Regions from separate parts of the Ovis aries genome. Here region 1 is linked to region 2. A link is a contact called in public Hi-C data. All regions are on one chromosome and are shown on one strand. The core of a region is the stretch at or near the end of the contact, and the rest is flanking DNA. Distances in the headings are between cores, read along the strand shown.

Region 1 (6,429 bases), core at 2,964-5,463, 54 kb before region 2:
GGTTCACTCCCTAGGTTGGAAAGATCCCCTGGAGTAGGGCATGGCAACCCACTTGAATATTCTTGCCTGGAGAATCTCCATGGAGAGAGGAGCCTGGCAGGCTACAGTCTATGGGGTTGCAGAGTCCGACGTGACTAAGCACAGCATAGCACCCTATACTGATGTTTTTAACACTCCTGCCTTAATTCTACCTTTTCTAAAAGTATTTCCATTTAATCTTCAAAATCTGAAAAACAAACTGGTTAAGGAACTTGCCTAAAGTCACATATCAAGCAACCAGTAGGAGAACAATTTAAACGGAGACAGTCTGGCTCCAGGGTCATTCTTAACTACTGTCATTTGTAACTACTAAGCCATTCCACCTCCTCTATCTTTGCCTTTTTTCTCCTTGAGGCTACCTTTCACCCCAGTAATCTCCCCTCCTCAATCCACCCCTCCCCACCCCAAACTTAATTTAAAACCACAGATCTAGTGATGTGGTAGAGAGAACTGAAGTCACAAAAACGGTGTGAGTCCTGGTCCTGCTTCATTCAGCTATGTCACCTGAATGCCTCGCAAACACCGAGTCCTAGCTTCCTAAGTGCACAGTGGGAATACTAACCAAAAATAACCAAAATAATTGCTTCTTCCCAAGATCATCTGCAGATCAAATTAGATCATATACATAAAACAACTGGCATAGTATCTGGCTAAGGAGTGCCTAAAACTATTGACTGGAAAACAAACCAGGCAAGAAGGTAGAACCGTCACAATCTACAGCACAATGAAGATGAATTCCACCAGGAGAAAGTCAGCTATTTCACGAAAGGAACACTGAGACCTTCCTCAATTGCTTATGAAACCACCACCATCGGAGGCGGCAGGCAGTTGGCAGGCAGGGTCCCAAGACCACATCACCTTGGGCAGAGGCTGCAACAGTGGGGGAGCTTACACTGTGTGTACCTGATATTCCAAAGCCTGTCTGGGGAGTTCTATTGATGTATCAGAGTGATTCTGACCACAGGGGTGGTACAGGGCCGTCCACGCAGAACTGCCTCTCAGGAGCCAACTCCATTATCAGCATCTCTGTGGAAATGTGACAACCCGTGGTGGGGCTACCTGCCTGTGCTCCTCCCCAAAGCCGCCTCCTTCTGACCCTTCCAGGGGGCTGCTTCAACTAAATCACTGGTGGATCTTCATAGAGCCAGGGGAGCAAATTCTCCTCTGCATTTACTAGGTATCCCGGAATGAAGAGGAAGGAAGCACTTCTTAACAGATTGTTTTACTTTCTCCTGTGGCCATTTACACTCAGTTCATCTGGACTGTCCTCTGAAGAGATAGAGAAGGGCTGCTCATTATTCCCAAGACAGACTCGATCACCATCAGACCTCACTTTTCTCCTGGATCAGTAGCCTTTATATTTTTTGCTCTCAGGACCCCTTCGTGTGCAAAGTCACTTGAGTCATGTCCCACTCTTTGTGACCCTATGGAACATAGCTCACCAGGCTCCTCTGTCCATGGGGATTCTCCAGGCAAGAATACTGGAGTGGGTTGCCATGCCCTCCTCCAGAGGATCTTCCTGACCCAGGGATGGAACTTGCATCTCATGTTTCCACATTGGCAGGTGGGTTCTTTACCACTAGCACTACCCGGGAAGCCCCAGGATCCCTCACATGCCTATGACTGAAGACTGCAAAGAGTTTTTGCTATTTGGGTCAGAGATAACATTTAGTACATTAAAAATTAAGACTGGAAACATTTTTAAACATAAAACTACACAAGCTCATATTCTATGAGCCATTAGGCTGTACATCCTTAAGTCTCTGGAAAAGCCCCCTGTACACTCATTAGACAATGAGATTAAAAAAGGCAAATCACATCTTAGTATTATTATGAAGATAGATTTGATTCAACTCCCTGAAACGGGTCCAGAGGCTGTGTTTCAAGAGTTGCTGTTCTCAAAACCTGTAACACCGATCCCTATAAACACTGTGAAACCCTAAACTGTTCTTTGAGCGTGGTTTTGAGTTTTTAAAAAACTTATAAAGTTAAAACTTATAAACTTATAAGTTATAACTGAAAACTTATAAAGTTAGAATCTACATCCTGGACCAATAATTTCAAAGAAGAATTAAGCAAGAAGAAATAATTTAAATGACTTAGTAGAATTACCTAAACAACTATTCTCTAAAACTGGCATGTAAATTAACATTAAAGACACCACAGCAAACATTAACAGGCTGACCAGATTATTATGAGCCAAGAGACCGCCCTCCCATTTCTGTTTTCTTTCTAATTATTGCTATGCTAACAAATGACATTTTCATTGGTATTAAACCTGCCAGAGGTTGTTCGTGAGGTAGCTTGAAGAGGAAAAGCTTCAGAATTATACAATCTATGTAGCAATAAGCAGATCTAATATTTTTCCTTTAAAGAGAAATTTGGGGAACAGATGGACCACACACTATCAGAATATTTTCAAATTCAAGTATTGGGTTGGCCAAAAACTTCATTCCAGTGTTTCCATAATATCATACTGAAAAACCTCAACAAACTTTTTTTGGCCAACCTAGAATTAACAGAAGTTTGGAGGTCATTCATGTCAGTTTTTTCCCTGTGTTTTAATATTTGAGATAGAGGTCAAGTTCTGCTTTTAAATTCAGCCTCTTTGTTTGCTCCTTCTTGGTCCTCTGTTTTGCTCTCTGTTCTAAGCTGAAACCCAGGATTAACCAGGACAGTCTGGCGGTACCTTCCTGCTCCTCTGATCCTAACAATCATACTCACTAGAAACAAGTACCAGTAGTCAGGGAGTTTGGGATGGACATGTACACACGGCTATATTCCAAATGGATACCCAACAAGGACTTACTGTATAGCAGAGGGAACTTTACTCAGTGTTATGTGTCAGCCTGGGTGGGAGGGGTGTTTGAAGGAGAACGGATACGTGTATATGTACGGCCCTTCACCGTTCACCTGAAACTACCAAAGCATTGTTATTGGGCTATACTCCAATACAAATTAAAAGTTTAAGGTTTGAAAAAAGAAACAAGTACCCAGCAAGCATTTACCCAAGTAATTTCTACTAAACACTTTATTTTTGCATTATTTCATCTCTCCTCACAACCCCAAGAGGTAGGTGCTATTACCATTCCCATTTTACCTGAGAAGATGCTTCCTGCCTGAAGGTCGCAAGGTGAGTAGGTGGAGGGGCAAGGAAACGATCCCAGATAATCTGATTTTAGTGCTCTCTTCACACAATGCTAAGGGCTTTTTATTTTTATTATCTTAAGACTTACTTTGATGTGGACCATTTTAAAGTATTTATTAAATTTGTTACAATATTGTTTCTGATTTTTGTGGGTGTTTTTGGCCATGAGCTCCCCAGCCAGGGACCGAACCTGCAGCCCCTGTATTGGAAGGTGAAGTCTTAACCACTGGACTGCCAGGGTGGTCCCTAAATTGCCTTTTAAAGATGATAATGGAGGAGAGGAAAAGGGCATCCTTCCATGTCATTTAAAAGTAAATAAATTAAATTTCATTTGACAAGTTCTCTGTCTGGAGCAGAGAAAAACTGTGGCCTTCAGAAAAGCAAATCACAAAAGGCCCCTCTTTACAGGCACCAGACTAAACGCAGGTGAACCTCTGAGCAGCACCACCTGACAAGGAAAGCTTATCTCTGGTCCCCTGATTGATTGTCAGCTGGTTTCACTTTCCCCGTAACTGTTGATTCAGAGCTACTAATGTTACCCCGATGAGGTGCCACACTGACATGCTAGAAAAGGGTTACTATGATCGGCCTTCTATTTCCTAAGCAAAGAAAACAAGGAATTTGTCAAGCATGGCCCAGACCCAGGCGTGGGACAGAACCCTACCCGACCTTCAATGACCCTGAAATGGAATCACCTTTTTTTCTGACAATGGTGACTAATTCCAAAGGTCCAACCAGCTTTCTCATAATGGTGACTTCGGGGTCAATTACCATTTGGGGGCAGATTAGAATCTGATCTGAAGCTGAAAAATTCCACCCCGTTGGTGCTAATCCCTCCAACTTTCCAATCCTAAATAGGGCAAGCTTCAGAAAAGGGCCTTTCTCATTTTACAGTCTACCTGAATATTATCTGTAATGATTCTACTTAATCAAAAAATTAATTAAACTCCTGCTTTAATGGTCTAAACACAAGAGTCAGAGGAAGGAAGGAGTTCTGGCCTGTGGCCAGTGCTCCATCTGAGGCTCCTGGAGTTAATAATTTCCACGGTGTTTCAAGCACATGAAACAACCAAGGCCAGCTTTTCACTAATAGTATGACTGATTCTGGCAAAAACTATAAAAACAAGGCCTACTCTGGGGTAGTTTGCTTTACAGACAAATTTTAATAAATGAAACCAATAGTTAAGAAACTGACATTTCTTATATTCTCTGATATTAGTCTGAACACTTATTAATAAGTGCCAAAGTTAATGAAAATGAATTGTTGATAGCACTGCTGAGACTGTCTGTGGCAGTTAGATGATTTTAGTTGGGGTGGGGTGGGGATGGAGGGGAGGGGTTTCCTAAGGCAGGGGTCCCCAACCTTAGGGCCGCATATCTGTTAGGAACTGGGCCACACAGCAGGAGGTGATCAGCGGTTGAGTGAGCGAAGCTTCATCTCTATTTACAGCTGTTCCCCATCGTTTGCATTACCGCCTGAGCTCCACCTCCTGTCAGATCAGCAGCAGCATAATAAATGCAATGTGTTTAAATCATTCCCAAACCATCTCTGGCCCCTCACTTCCATCTGGGGAAAAACTGTCTTCCTCAAAACCAGTCCCTGTTGCCAAAAAGGTTTGGGACCACTGTCCTAAGACATTTCTAGATAAGATGATGACCTGGGGCAAACCACTGCCCTTTCTCACACTTGGACATTTCTAACTGGTATGTTACTTACTTGCTTCATCAGTCTTTTTTCAGAAAGAAATATATGAGATTTTTGTGCTGTGTGAAATGAATCAACTTTTCATAATTTCAGTTGACAAGTGGCACCCCACAGGCTGAATCTGGGCACAGAAGTAATTTATTAGGTCCTACAGTATTTGTTTTTTTAAAACTCTGAATTAGTTGCCAATGTTAAAAACTCAGACTTCACATGAGAATGCACATAGTCAGGTACCCTCAGAAACTGGACGATCCAGCAAGTTTGGGCTCACGTTTCTGTATGGCAGTCACAGGAGGGCAGAGCAGTGACAGCACATTAAGAATGGGCACCGCTCGGCCTGCTTCTCACCTGGCCCCTGTTCCCACAAGAGCCAGGCTCTGCACCTCCTGTGACTGCCTAATAGCCAGCCTGAAAGTTAACTCCCTGATGAGAAATACTGCCAACAGTAGGTAAGTATTTGTTAGAGAGGAGGAAGAAATGCAAGCAAAATATCATTTTATAAAGAAAAAATAAATCCCATCCTAAGTCTCTTGTATGAAATCCCTGAAGTCTCAGAACAGAAAACATCATATTTCCATGTTTTCTTCTCCCCCCAAAATACTCCTTTCATTAAGTCAACTACAGATTTTACCACATACAACAATTCTATCTGTAGCTTGACAACATGATCTGTTTTGAAAAGGTGATCAGCAACAGGCCTAGAATCCAGTGGAAGACAGAATTAACCAACACATTAGCTTAGAGCTACTACCCCACACCATCCCAGCCCAAATCAACACTTACTAAAGCATATAGCATCTCTGAATCTTTCATTTCTTCTTTTCCTAAAGGGTCATACGGACAATAGGGATACTTTGTCAAAACAAAAAAAAAAAGGTGGGGAGGGAGGGGCAAATGAAGAAAACACAGTGTCTACATTGATGCAGGTCTGTATTTCACTTTAAGTTGTAGGCAAAACCACACAGAGTTTGAGGCCTCTATGTAATTTGATGTTTTCCAATAAAGAAAAGCTGAAACTCCAGTACTTTGGCCACCTCATGCAAAGAGTTGACTCACTGGAAAAGACTCTGATGCTGGGAGGGATTGGGGGCAGGAGGAGAAGGGGACAACAGAGGATGAGATGGCTGGATGGCATCACCGACTTGACAGACATGAGTTTGAGTAAACTCCAGGAGTTGGTGATGGACAGGGAGGCCTGGCGTGCTGCGATTCATGGGGTCGCAAAGAGTTGGACACAAATGAGCAACTGAACTGAACTGAAATAAAGAAATGCCACTCTTGATCACTACAACCATAGCTCCCCTTCACCTACCACTTTCTAACCATTTTACAAAGCTTTAAAAAGAAGGTAAGACTTGCTCCTAACTCAATCCCTCATGTATATCCCTGAAAACAAATTAAGGTTGTCCAGAATTCAGGACCAAAGCAGATTTGAGAACAAATCTTAAAATTGCCCTATGCTTCAAAGGAGCAAAAAACTGAACTAGAAACACAGACCCAATATATGAACTCCTGAGGTTTTAGAAAAGGCAGAGGA
Region 2 (5,966 bases), core at 2,644-5,143:
ATGCTTGCTCTTTGCCAAATGTTGGTCTAAGTAGCTACCAACACTCTCTCAATCAGAGCAACTCTGTGAAGTGGGAATCTATGTCCCCACTGATGAAAGAAGCAAACCTGAGTCCCGCAGTAGCTAAGTGACTTTCCCAGGGTCACACATTAACCACAGTGACAGCAACAAAATTCAAAAACCCTTGTCTGGATTCCACTGGCACAGCCCTTAATGGCTACCACAGTCTGAGACCCGATGACAGAGAAGGAGGGAAAAGGATCGCTGCACTATTATTTGCATCTATCAGGGAAAATACAGATAGAACACTGTGTACATTTCTGGATGCTCATTTAGAAAGGGGGACTTTTTTCCCACTCACATTATACAGAGGACTGTAACCCCAGTTGCCCTGGATTAGAATCCAAGTTATTCCAGGTGCAATTGAAAGAATGGGGATGTTCATCTAGAAAGAGAAAGATGAGGGGGCACAGGCTGTGACTGTTTTGGGGGGTCTGAAAAGCTTGCATGCACAAGACAGAAGCCATGTTCTGTGTTCTCACCAACTGTACAATGACGACCAGTGAGCTAAAGCTCTGGGGGTGAAAATATTCGGCTGGCCATGGAAGAACATCAAACAGTGGGCACATCTGATGACACAACTAGATGGCCTAGGTAGCAGAAAGTTCTCGGGCCCATGACGTTTGAAGCTCAAGGATGCAGGACCAAGGTGTCACCGGGATCAAAACAGGGGTCCTACAGTGGTAGAGGCTGGAGCTTTTCATTTCCCACCAAGATCCACTGGTCCTCCAAACTAAGAGAGGGGCCCATGATATATCTGGGTGTCCCGCTCTGTCTGCTCAGGAAGAGTCAAGAGCTATAACATGAGACTCTGGAGGTAATATTATGAACAAACAGCATTTTTACCACCTTCGAAATAGCAACTGGAATTAGCATTCACTCTTTTCCAGCAAGAAGCGTGTGTCCAGATACTGTGTTTGAAAATGCGTTTACAGGATCTAAATATCTGAGCCATATATACTCAAGCTTATCTCCTCTATTTCTCAACAGTTTTTTGTGGTTGTTGAATGACCAACCTCGCTCCACAACCACAAAGAAAAGTGGCTATAGATCAACATCAGCTGTTCCTATGGAACAATTTCCATCTTCCACTAGGGAGAAGAAGATGAAATTCTTTTCATAAACATGGCCTCAAGGGATTGATGTTTTTTGACCATTCTGCTTTCCCTTTGGGAATTTTTAAGTATAATTTACAACCATAGTAATTTATTATCAAGTTTAAACTTCCTTAATATTTTCAGGTCTTTTTCATTCTGAACACCGGGTTACTTTTCCATCAAACTGATTTATTCTAAACTGTCCTCATTGAAAATATGTGAATAAAGGATCCTATGTGAGATAAAAATCCTTAATCAACGTCTCCATAAACTACTACCTAGAAGTGGTATTCTAGGAATGTGAGCTGCAATGACTTGGCTGCCAAGGGGGCAGTTGATGGGTGAGACAGTCTCAACTCAGGAAGATGTGATATTTACTGTCTCTTGCCAGGATGAGACAAGGCCAGTCTCATGCCATAGACAGAGGAGGTCTGGCAAACAGGCTAAGCAGGAGTCTAACATTTCTGATGCACAAAATTCATTGATTCATATAGTGGTATGTGGCCAGAGGAGGCATTATTAGGACGAGGAACAGATAAATGCAGAATTTAGAGGATGGACAAATGCAAGTCCAAGTACTAAGTCCAATCACCCCATGGCAAAAACAGGACTGACCATGAGGCAATATGTGGTCCATTTTGACCTCGGGTCAGAGGTTGACAAGTGTCCTGTGTGACAGGCAAGGGTCAGAGGTGTGTTCTTCAAAACAAGCAGAGTGCAAACTCCAAACCACAGCCAGCACAACAGGAGGGCTTATGTTTTCTCTGGTCAGTTCCACACCACAACACCGCAGCCTTGCAAAACAGAACACATTTCCCAAAATGTCTAGAGCTATATGATCTAACTGAACAGTCAAACTCCACATTGACAAAAGCAGAACAAACAGAATCTTTGGCTAATAGCGTCTGACAAGCATCAGGGATTCATTCAGAGGAGGAATACTTTTCGGGAAACTTTATTCCCAATGGGCTCTAATGAGCCACAAAGCGAGATTTTCATTGTAAGGATGACTATGTGATATGTAAACAAAAGGTAAGGATAGGAAGAATATTAGGCATTCATTATTTATAAACATCATTTTCTCCTCCTCTGCTCCCAAAGGCCAACATTTCTTGTTAATTCTGCTGAACAGAAGCATGTATTTGTGTGTGCACAGTTGTTTAGTCATGTTCAACTCTTTTGCAACCCCATGGACTGTAGCCCACCAGGCTCCTCTGTCAACGGGACTTTCCAGGCAAGAATACTGGAGTGGGTTGCCATTTCCTCCTCTAGGGGATATGCCCAATGTCTTTTGACGCTGAGATAGAACCCACGTCTTTTGCACTGGCAGCTGGATTCTTTACCACTGAGCCACCTAGGAAGCCCGAAAAGAAGGATATAATCTTCCAATTATGTAGCAAAAAATAATTAAGAAAAAAAAAGTAAGTCACTAGCACAATAGTACTTTGGGGGTCTAAAGTTATATTTTTACATGCAACATTATCAGATCTAACTTGCCAAAAATTTCATGAGATAGGTATATAATTATTCCCAATTGTATATAAGGAAACTTAAGGTATGTCCTAAGCTTAAAGAGATTCCTTTAATATCAAGTGGTAGAGCTAAAATCCACATTACTTTGACTAATTCTAAGGCTATATTTCTTTCCCTTAGGATAAAAAAAAAGCTGCCCAAATGAAACTGCGTACCTTAAGTGAGAGTGGCAAATATATTACAGATTACTCCATCCTTTTACATCACCAGTAAACCAGGGTACCATGGTACCCTGGGTATGTTACTAGGGTAGTGAAGAAAGGATGTATGTGTGGGAAATTAGGATGCTAGATAAGTTCTATATAGTCTTTGACTGAAAGTATCACACACTTCTGGGCGATTCCCATGTGGCTCAGTGTTAAAGAATCTGCTTGCCAATGCAAGATGTGTGAGTTCGACCTCTGGGTCAGGAAGATCCTCTGGAGGAGAAAATGGCAACCCATTCCACTATTCTTGCCCACAGACAGAGGAGTGTGGAGGGCTACAGTCCATGGGGTCACAAAGAGTCAGACATGACTGAGTGACTAAGCATACAAGCACCACCACACACTTCCAGAGATTAATATGGGTTTCTAGGTAAAGTAGGAGAAGGTAATGGCAACCCACTCCAGTACTCTTGCCTGGAAAATCCCATGGATGGAGGCGCCTGGTAGTCTGCAGTCCATGGGGTCGCTAGGAGTCAAACACAACTGAGCAACTTCACTTTCACTTTTCACTTTCATGCACTGGAGAAGGAAATGGCAACCCACTCCAGTGTTCTTGCCTGGAGAATCCCAGGGACGGGGGAGCCTGGTAGGCTGCCGTCTATGGAGTCGCACAGAGTCGGACACGACTGAAGTGACTTAGCAGCAGTAGCAGCAGCAGGTAAAGTAACTGCAAAATAAAACACACATACATGCACACACACACACACACACACACATACACACACACACAAATTACTTCTTAATTGGGTTAAAAAAGTAGCATCAGCAGCCACACTCTGGATTGCACCTGTGTAGAAAGACAGGCTATCAACCTAAGCAGTTTCAAAAATTAAACACATGCATGCATGCACACTCCCCAGAACGTTCTACCAGGCAAGACCAAACTGACCCTCACTCCATATGGCCAAATACCTCCGCCTCTCCCAGGATTTTGTGTACAAAGCATACAAGGTGTTACTAGCCAATAAAATAAACACTAATGATTAACTTTTGCTCCCTGGAAGTCACTGAACAAGAAAAAGGTATTCCCTGAATAGCCTCTGCCTACAGAGCACTGACTGTTCCCAAGTTCTCCAAAGAAGCTTGAAAAGTATTTGCCATTATGAGTTAGTCTTGGAGCTAAAATATACACATGACACTGAAGAGGTCCGTTCCTGGGTTGAAATGTTTACTTTGGTTCAAAACTTACCCTGAAAATATTATGTTTTTAACTAGCTTTTCCTTTTGAAACACCTCCAGTATGAACAGTGATCAAACTCTCTTTGATTCTAGGTATCTGGAACTGGCTTTATTACAGGATCAGGTTCTTTGCTAGGTGCTGGAGACACACAGCCCGTAGGGAAAAAAGGCATATAAATTAAGACCTCGAAGAGAAATGGGAATTTAAACCAGCTCAGGTGAGAACTATCAAGAGCTGTGAAGAACTGCTGAGCTCAAATCCCAGACTGAAGACAAGGCCAAAGAGGTGAGCTTGTTTTCTCAGAGGTCAGCTGATTCCAGCTGCAGCAAGCATAATACTGAGAAGCTGAACAGAACTTTGCAGAGACTCATGGGCCCCAAGGAAACAACTGGAGCTTAGGGCTTCCATGGCGGCTCAGCTGGCAAAGAATCTGCGTGCAATGCCGGAGACCTGGGTTTGATCCCTGGATTGGGACGATCCCCTGGAGAAGGGAAAGGCTACCCACTCCAGTATTCTGGCCTGGAGAATTTCATGGACTATACAGTCCATGGGGTCACAAAGAATCGGACACAACTGAGGAACTTTCACAGGGCCCTCCAAGGAAGAAGAGTCATGGAAACCCCCTAGCCTGCTGGCTGGCACCCTGAAGAGCTATACACATCTAGCCCTCACAGGGACTGAAGCTGAGCTTCAAATCATCTCAATTACTGGCTAGAATAGCTAAGATGATATGTAAGTTTCCAGAAGCAAAGATAAGCCTGCTCCAGAGAAAGATTCCACTCTCCAGATCTCAAACAGTCTCTACAGTTTACCTCACACAATGTCTGGTACTCAATCAAAAATACTGAAGCATATAAGAAAATAAGATGTACCCAAAACCCAAGAACGACACACAACAGAAGCTGGTCAACAGCTATGAGCGTTATCAGATACAGACTTCAATATATGAGGACTAAATATAAACTCATATATGAAGAATGGATAAACAACAATATAGCACACGGAACTGTATTCACTATCCTGTGATAACCATAACGGAAAAGAATATGAAAAAGAATGTGTGTATATGAATATATATAAAGTATGCATATATACTGGAGAAGGCAATGGCACCCCACTCCAGTACTCTTGCCTGGAAAATCTCATGGAAGGAGGAGCCTGGTAGCCTGCAGTCCATGGGGTCGCTAGGAGTCAGACATGACTGAGCGACTTCACTTTCACTTTTCACTCTCATGCACTGGAGAAGGAAATGGCAACCCACTCCAGTGCTCTTGCCTAGAGAATCCCAGGGACGGGGGAGCCTGGTGGGCTGCCGTCTCTGGTGTCGCACAGAGTTGGACACGACTGCAGTGACTTAGCAGCAGCAGCAGCAACATGCATATATACATATATATGAAAAAGAATATGTGTGTGTGTATATATATATATATATATATATATACACATAAACTGAATCACTAGGCTGTACAGCAGAAATTAATATATTATAAATAAATTCTACTTCAATAAAATAAAAAAATATATATATATACCTAATGACTAAAAAACCATAGTGAGATAGCAATATACACAGACTAGAACAGCTTAAATTAAAAATACTGACAAATATCAAGTGTTGATAGAGTAGTTTTTGTTCTTTCTCTTTGGTTAAAAGAAATACAGTAAATACAATAAGCTGTCAGTATATGTTAAATCGTAATGGCAGATACACAGGTCTCTGTTACGCTATTTTCTGAACTTTTGTAACGTTTCAAAATGAAATGTTGAAAGGAAGAAAAAGCTGTGGTCATTGAGCGATCAGAAACGGCTAAATTATTTTAGCCTTCAGAAGTCATGTTCAAGAGTCTGTACTTCATTTATTCTTGAAACAGAGGAGTGAGAGCGTAAAAC

The links. A called contact is a pair of places that touch in the nucleus more often than the background predicts.
Region 1: a contact with region 2 is called in a Hi-C map of liver, with 4 times the contacts expected there. The contact joins two enhancer-like sites. A contact is called at or near these places in 3 of 16 Hi-C or Micro-C datasets (all in liver).

Annotation. Positions count from the first base shown.
Region 1 is chr19:21,993,100-21,999,528 of ARS-UI_Ramb_v3.0, reverse strand. No RefSeq gene overlaps it. Among named protein-coding and RNA genes, the nearest start is that of SETMAR, 24 kb to the left of the region's middle. Within about 2 kb of position 4,213, at least 4 of the 54 cell types and tissues checked have an H3K27ac peak or open chromatin away from gene starts, as enhancers often do. A contact at or near this core is called in liver, where this site is marked.
Region 2 is chr19:21,938,793-21,944,758 of ARS-UI_Ramb_v3.0, reverse strand. All of the region lies in intron 6 of SUMF1 (sulfatase modifying factor 1), which reads right to left. Among named protein-coding and RNA genes, the nearest start is that of SUMF1, 52 kb to the right of the region's middle. Within about 2 kb of position 3,893, at least 5 of the 54 cell types and tissues checked have an H3K27ac peak or open chromatin away from gene starts, as enhancers often do. A contact at or near this core is called in liver, where this site is marked.